Regions from separate parts of the Sus scrofa genome. Here region 1 is linked to region 2. The links are chromatin contacts, called in public Hi-C maps. All regions are on one chromosome and are shown on one strand. The core of a region is the stretch at or near the end of the contact, and the rest is flanking DNA. Distances in the headings are between cores, read along the strand shown. Region 1 overlaps LOC106509952 (a long non-coding RNA gene). Region 2 overlaps LOC106509952 (a long non-coding RNA gene).

Region 1 (3,466 bases), core at 352-2,851, 140 kb after region 2:
TCTGACACTCTGCAACAGGGCCACATCCATTCCTGGAGGCTCAAGGGAGGTTCTTGATTCCTTGCCTCCTTCCCAGCTTCTACAGGTTTCTTGTATTCCTTGCCTTTCTTCTTTTTAGAGCTGCACCCATGGCATATGGAAATTACCTGGCTAGGGGTCGAATTAGAGCTGCAGCTGCCAGTCTACACCACAGCCACAGCAATGCAGGATCTGAGCCCCATCTGTGACCTACACCACAGCTCACGGCAACGCCCCAGATCCTTAACCCACTGAGTGAGGCCAGGGATTGAACCCGCATCCTCATGGTTCCTAGTCGGGTTCCTTACCCGCTGAGCCACAACAGGAACTCTCCTCTTCCCCCATCTTCAAAGCGGCAATGTTACTTCTGACATTACATCACCTCCTCTTCGGCCTCTTCCCTCCACTTTTAAGGGCCCTTGCAAGGATGCTGGACCCACAGGAAAATCCAGGATAATCTCCCTGTATCAAGGTCAGCCTTCATTCCACCTGCAATCTTATATCCCTTTGGCCACATAACATGTAATACTCACGGGTTCCAGGGACCAGGATGTGAACCTCTTCGGGAGGCAGAGGGCAATTATTGGATTATCCTGCCATCTACACTCACGTCTATGCCAGGCCCCAGGCTGCTCTGTGCCCTCAGAGCCCCCAGATGGTCACCTGTCACCTCCCCGACCCTGACCCCCACCGCTCTTGGCTGGTTCCAACCACCTCCCCATCCCAAGGGTCTTCTTCCAACTTGTGGCGCAGTGACCCCTCCACCCCCCACCTCATGCCCACTGCAGGGATGAGGGAACAGTGGCAAAGGCACACTGGGCTGAAGGAGCAGGCCTGGATTCCAGCCAGCCTGCTCTCTACCGCCCCACACGGCCCCCGAGGACTCAGACCGGTCCAGGATGCGGGGAGTCGAGCCTCCAGGCCGGGCCCCTTCCGGCACGGGGGCATCCTGGCCACCTTCGTCTGGTGCCCTGGTGGCCCGAGGACCTCCAACGTGAATTCTCACTGACTGGGCTGAGGATTTCCCAAGGTCAAAAATTTTCTGCCCAATTCCACATGCAGAGGTTGGCGGGTAGAACACAAGTAAAGGCAAGATCCCCTGGGCACTTGCTGAGTGCCAGGAACTGGCATCCAGCGGCTACATCTGCCCACAGCCCTGAGAGGAGGCCCAATGAGTTCCCTTTCTCAAGAGGAGGCCAGGTCTCCAGAGATGGGTTCCAGCCCACTCACACAGCAGGGAGTTGGCAGCGCCCCATTCAGGCTGGCAGGCTCTCTCCCCTCCACCGCGAGGCCTCCCCCATCCTTGCCCACCCAGGAAGCAAGCATTCCCAGCCGGCCAGCACCAAGGAGATCTCCTCTCTCCCGCCACCTGCAGCACCTCCTGCCAGCAGGCCGGGCCCTGGATTGGTAGAACCGGAGTTCTTGATTGGTTTCATGCCTCAGCTTGTGACAAAGGAAGCTTCAGTCTCCTTCAGTGGCAGGCCACAAGAAGCCACGAGACCATGCTGGGTGCAGGGTCTGGGTGCAGCCGAGCAGAGGGTGCCGCTGGCTGTCCCTGGGCACTCAGCCTGAAGCTGGTCCCAACCTTTCCCCTAGATCCTGCTCTGTCCTCACGGAGCCAAAATAACCCGGAGTGACTGAGGCCAGTGGGGCAGAGAGACAAGGCCCTGCCATGCCAGTCAACCTTTGCTCTGCTCACCCAGACAACCCAGCCAAGTCCTGGCCACAAATGCAAAGGGTCCTGGGGGATTCAACTCAAAGATGGTCCCACACACCTGGCCAGGCTCAGGGTCCACGCACGTGATGTTACTGCTCGGGGCATCCACTCCCAAGCCCGGCAAGAGAGACAGAAGGAACACACAGGACACAGTAAGAGACTCGCGTCTACAGCGGAAGCAGACATGAAACAAATGATCCTGCAAACATCCACCACGTTACAAACCACCACTGAATAACCCGCCCACGCCAGACCAGCAGTTAATCAGGGGGTCCCAGTGGAGGTCTCTGAGGAGCAGACCTTTACAATGACACCGGAAAGTTAGCAGGATTTTTTATTTTGCTTATGAGGAAAGGAAGGAAGCAAGAAGGGAGACGCTCGCTGCCAAATACCACTAGAGTAGGAATATTTAAAACTGGCAACAGCCCAGATTAGGGAGACAGACCCCGCTGCATTCACTTGCAAAGCATGATTTTGCTGCCCCAGTCAGATGCAGATTTTCAACCCAATGTACCCATAGAAATGGAGGTGTCACTTCCGGGTGGGCACGCCTAACAAAGGGGTCCAGCGGGACTCACAGGTCCCACCACCTGCAAAATCCACAAATCAATCCAGACAGATTTTACCAACTCCTGAGAAGAAAACTGCTAAATGCACCAAAGGAAATGATCAGTTGACAAACCACAAACAGGCCATACACATGCCCAGTGGTCGATTACAGAAGGACTCAAAGTAAGGCAAGGAGAGCCGTGGCTTTGTTCCCGAGGCTCTGCTGATGGCAGAGCTCCAGGACCGCTCTGTTTTGTCTCCGGAATAAAGAGGCTCACAGTTCAGGAGGCGGCTCCAGCGACCCCGAGCACTGGCTGGGGAGCGGAGGCTGGTGAGCTACCTGGGAAGTTAAGACAGACCTTGTCAGGACTCTGTAACCTTCCTGGAGGGCTCTGCAGGGAAAACAACGTGTGACAAGGTCTGAGCTGTCCCAGGTGGGCCACCTGCACCAACTTTCTTCACCTCTGCTTCACATCAACCGCTGCAGAAAGGCCTCTGCTAAGCCTCACTTTTCCCGGAGGAAAAAATGAGTGACCTTCCTTGCACAGGTGCATGATGACATATGAGAAAGCTGCTCAAAATAAGTTTCTAAAGCTTTTTTTTTTTTTTTTTTTTTTTTTTTTTTTGTCTTTAGAGCTGCATCTGCGGCACATGGAGGTTCCCAGGCTAGGGGCTGAATCGGAGCCACAGCTTCCAGCCTACACCACAGCCACAGCAACACCAGATCCAAGCTGAGTCTGCGACCTACATAACAGTAAGGCCAGGGATCGAACCCATGTCCTCATGGATCCTAGTCAGGTTTATTACCACTAAGCCACGACGGGAACTCCAATTTTCTAGAAGTTTGAGTGGCACCAGGAAACGGTCAGGATGTAATGCCAAGTGAACGAAGTGGAGATACGAGTCCACGGTAAGCAGGAAGCCAGACGGCAGCTGTCGCAGAGCGTCAGGACTAGAGGTCATCTGTCTTGTCCAGTGTTTCTACAAATACGTGTGCTCAGGGGGAAGTAGCTTGTTTGGCTGTTGATTTTCCCTGGATTCTGTGACTGGGCCTGAGTGATGGGGAAGCAGGAAGAGGGCGATTCTAACAGGTCAGGCCGCCTTCACCCTACTGGGGCCCAGGCTTCTCACAGCAGCTGCTTCCTCACCAAGCCAAGGACTAGAGCTGTGGACGGGGGCATG
Region 2 (3,528 bases), core at 891-3,390:
TCCCAGCCCCAAACACACCTTTTCAACCCACTTGGAAAATAAGGGAGCTGTGCCTGTCGGCTCTTTGCCCTCTCCATCTCTGTCTCTGATGGACGTACCACCCCCACTCCCTCTTTATGTATCTTTATCGCCTTCCTTGAAGGAAGAAGACCTGAAGATTTGCATCCATTTCAGGCTGATTTCTGATCTGCAACCCATGGAGCCAGGGACAAGGCTTGTTCCGGGCCCTGCTCGTGCCCATGACAGGACCTGGCCCCTTCTCAGGACCATCACTGCAGAACCAGCCAAGCCGCAGACTCCGGCAATGGGTAAGAGGGGGTGGGCAGCCAGTGACGGTCCTGCAAGGGCCCAGGAAGGAGACGTGGTAACGCTCCAAAGGCTGACCCCTCCTTTGAAAAGACTGGCGCCTGCCTCAGAGACTCACACTCCACGAGGCCAGAAAGAGCGCACTGAAAACTCTGCTCAGGAGTTCCCATTATGGCTCAGCAGGGTGAGAACCCAACAGAGTCTCCATGAGGATGCGGGTTTGATCCCCGGCCTCACTCAGTGGGTTAAGGATCCAGCTGCCATGTAGTTGAAGTTGCAGCATGGACCTGACGTTGCTGTGGCTGTGGTGCAGGCCTGCAGCTGCAGATCCTATTCAACCCCTAGCCAGGGAACTTCTATATGCTGTGGGTGTGGCTGTAAAAAAAAAAAAAGAAAAAAAGAAAGCAAGAAAAGGAAAGAAAAGGCTGTTGAAGAAGCTGTTTCCGGGAATCTCCATAATCTGCTTAGTCTCTGCTTCCCCAGTGGGCGGGAACTCCTAGCGGCAGGGCCTCAGGATTCTGCCCCTTATGCTGAGCATCTGTAGGGACAGCGTGTTTGATGAGTGGCTCCAGGATGGACGGATGCAAGGGAAGGAGTAAAGGAAAAGAGAGAGAGGGAATGAAGGAAGGAAGGGGCTGTACTGTGGAGGTGAGCAAAAAAAAAAAAAAAATCTCTGTCATGACATCAGGGGAGGCAGAAATAAAAGGGGGAAATGGATAAAAGCAAAATGTCTATTAATACAGACTTGCTGGGGAAACTAGGGAATACTACACAGCAGTTAAAAAGGGTGAGGTTGGAACTCCCTCATGGCTCAGTGGGTTAAGGGTCTGGTACTGCCACTGCTGTGGCTCTGGTTACAGCTGTGGTGCAGCCAAAACAAAAAAACAAAAAAAGCGAGGTGGCGTACACTCATACAGAAAACCTATAAGATGTATTGTTGAGTGAAAAATGCATACACTGATTTGATTTCCTCCAGCTCTGAATGCCGCAGCACCCATGGAGCCAGGGACAAGGCTGGTGGTAGGATCTGGGGCTAAATCCCAAGGAGATCAGCTGACTGCATCTGCTGTCTCAGAGGATATTTCCACCCACGAGGAAAGGAAGGCCTTCCATCAAGGTCTCCAGGCAACCACGATCTTGTGACCCAGCTTCCAGCGTGGCTTTGCACCCCCGGTTCCTTGAAAATACTTGTAGTGATTTTAAGACAAAAAGAATCCAAGGGACATCCCTCAGCTCCTGGCCCCCAGCCGGTGATAAGCATGAAGAGCAGTGCATCCGTGTGGAGCTGCAAAGCTGAGAAGACCTATGGTCTCTTCCTGGCTACAGGTGTCACCTGCAGGATGTTTAAAATATCTCTGAACTCACTGCCTACATCTACATTTCTAGAAATTTCACTGCAATGTCCAAAAATTTCTTTGGCAGCACTGGTCCCGCACAACAGCCAGTGAATTGCTGAAGGCAGGGTGGCCCTTTATTCGGGCTATGTAACCCCAACTGGCTGGAGTCTCAGAGATGACCAAGCCCAAACTCAACCCAGTGAAGACAGCACTGTTCAGAGAGGTCAGGAAACTTGCCTGAGGTCACACTGCAAGGCAGGGGCAGGATGGGAACCAGAACTCAGTATTCCTCAGCCACAGGTCTGTGTCCCTTGCACCTGTCACGATATACTTCTTCACATTCAGAACCCATCACAGCCTTCAAAAGTAGATGATCCACTTGACAGCTGGCTAGAACAAGGATCCTGGGGTTACCCTGAGTCCAGAGCAAAAGCCAACTCAGGCCGAAGGGACGCCTCTGATGACCCAGGGGCGCAAACACACAGCACCATAATTAGCTCAGGCCTGGTCATCAGGACACCTCTTGCTCAATGTTATTCGTTGCTTCATGGTTTCCACATCCAGAGGAATAATACTTCCCTAAAAATCAATTGTCCCCAGCAACCCACCTACACAGTTCTTGGAAAATATGGGTTAAACCTTCTGCCACACACGCAAAACAGGGAACAAAGAGGGTGAGGGAAATTCATCGCCACGTCCTGCACTTTGCATTGTTCGCCCCACAGGTTTTTCAAGTGATCAAGTTCAAATGACCCTATATGTCTTAGGGCTGCCAACACTCGCCAGAAAGGAAGCACCCCAGGCTTTAATAAACGGGATTACTGGGTATCAAGAGATTCTAGATAGCTTCAAGAGGCTGGAGGTGAGGGGAACTGAAGATGGCCTGGAAGGAAGATGCTGGAATAATCTGTTTCTGCCACTGGAGAAGGAGCGGCTGTGCCCTTTCTGCAGCCCGGAACTCTGGACGAGCTGAGACACGGGAATTACAAAACGTCAGTCAAATAAATAGGTGGCCCTAATGGGAACATTTCCCAACCTGCCAGAACAAATAAAGAGAGGGATGGCTCTGGTTTTCAGACGAGGCAGCTTCCAGTGACAGAGATGCCTGGCACATAGGAAGTGCTCTGTAAATATGAAACACACATAGGGTTTCTGATTCCCTGGACTTGGGCCGGAAAGCCCCGTGGACCACTCCTCACTGTCCACACTTGCTCTTTAGATGCTCAGATGACAGACAGATATAGGTGATAGACAGATAATAGAGAGGTAGATGGATAGATGATAGATAATGGATACATAGATGACAGATGATAGATGATAGATGATAGATAATAGAGAGATAGGTGATAGACAGATAACAGAGAGATAGATGAGAGATAGATAATAGAGGGATAGCTGGATAGATGATAGATAATAGATAGATATATAGATGACAGGCAGATAGATAATAGAGAGATAGATGGATAGATGACAGAAGAGACAGATGGTTATGTAGCTAGCTAGCTAGATGAATGATAGACAGGTACCTTAAAGAATGGGCTCCTACAGTTGTGGAGGCTGACAAGTCCAAAGTCCGCAGGGTGGGTCAGGGGAAGAGGTGATGCTGTACCTCAAGTTTGAAGGCCATCTGGAGGCAGAATCCCCACTTCCTTGGGGCCTTCGGTACTTCTCCCTTGAGGCCTTCAACTGATTGGATGAGGCCCACCCACCTCATGGAAGGGAAAATCTGCTCCCCTCAGAGTCTACTGCTGTAAATGTTGTTTTTGTTTTTTTTTTTTTTTTTTTTGGTCTTTTTGCCATTTCTTGGGCCGCTCCTGCGGCATATGGAGGTTCCCAGGCTAGGGGTCGAATCGCAGCTATAGCCGCTGGCTCACACCACAGCCAC

Evidence for each region. Hi-C and Micro-C count contacts between places; a contact is called where the count stands out from the background.
Region 1: a contact with region 2 is called in a Hi-C map of liver, with 2.4 times the contacts expected there. The contact joins two enhancer-like sites. A contact is called at or near these places in 3 of 47 Hi-C or Micro-C datasets (liver and skeletal muscle).

The regions. Positions count from the first base shown.
Region 1 is chr4:12,358,435-12,361,900 of Sscrofa11.1, forward strand. All of the region lies in intron 1 of LOC106509952 (a long non-coding RNA gene), which reads right to left. Among named protein-coding and RNA genes, the nearest start is that of MYC, 100 kb to the right of the region's middle. Within about 2 kb of position 1,602, at least 9 of the 83 cell types and tissues checked have an H3K27ac peak or open chromatin away from gene starts, as enhancers often do. A contact at or near this core is called in liver, where this site is marked.
Region 2 is chr4:12,216,036-12,219,563 of Sscrofa11.1, forward strand. The region is part of intron 4 of LOC106509952 (a long non-coding RNA gene); the gene reads right to left. Among named protein-coding and RNA genes, the nearest start is that of MYC, 240 kb to the right of the region's middle. Within about 2 kb of position 2,141, at least 3 of the 83 cell types and tissues checked have an H3K27ac peak or open chromatin away from gene starts, as enhancers often do. A contact at or near this core is called in liver, where this site is marked.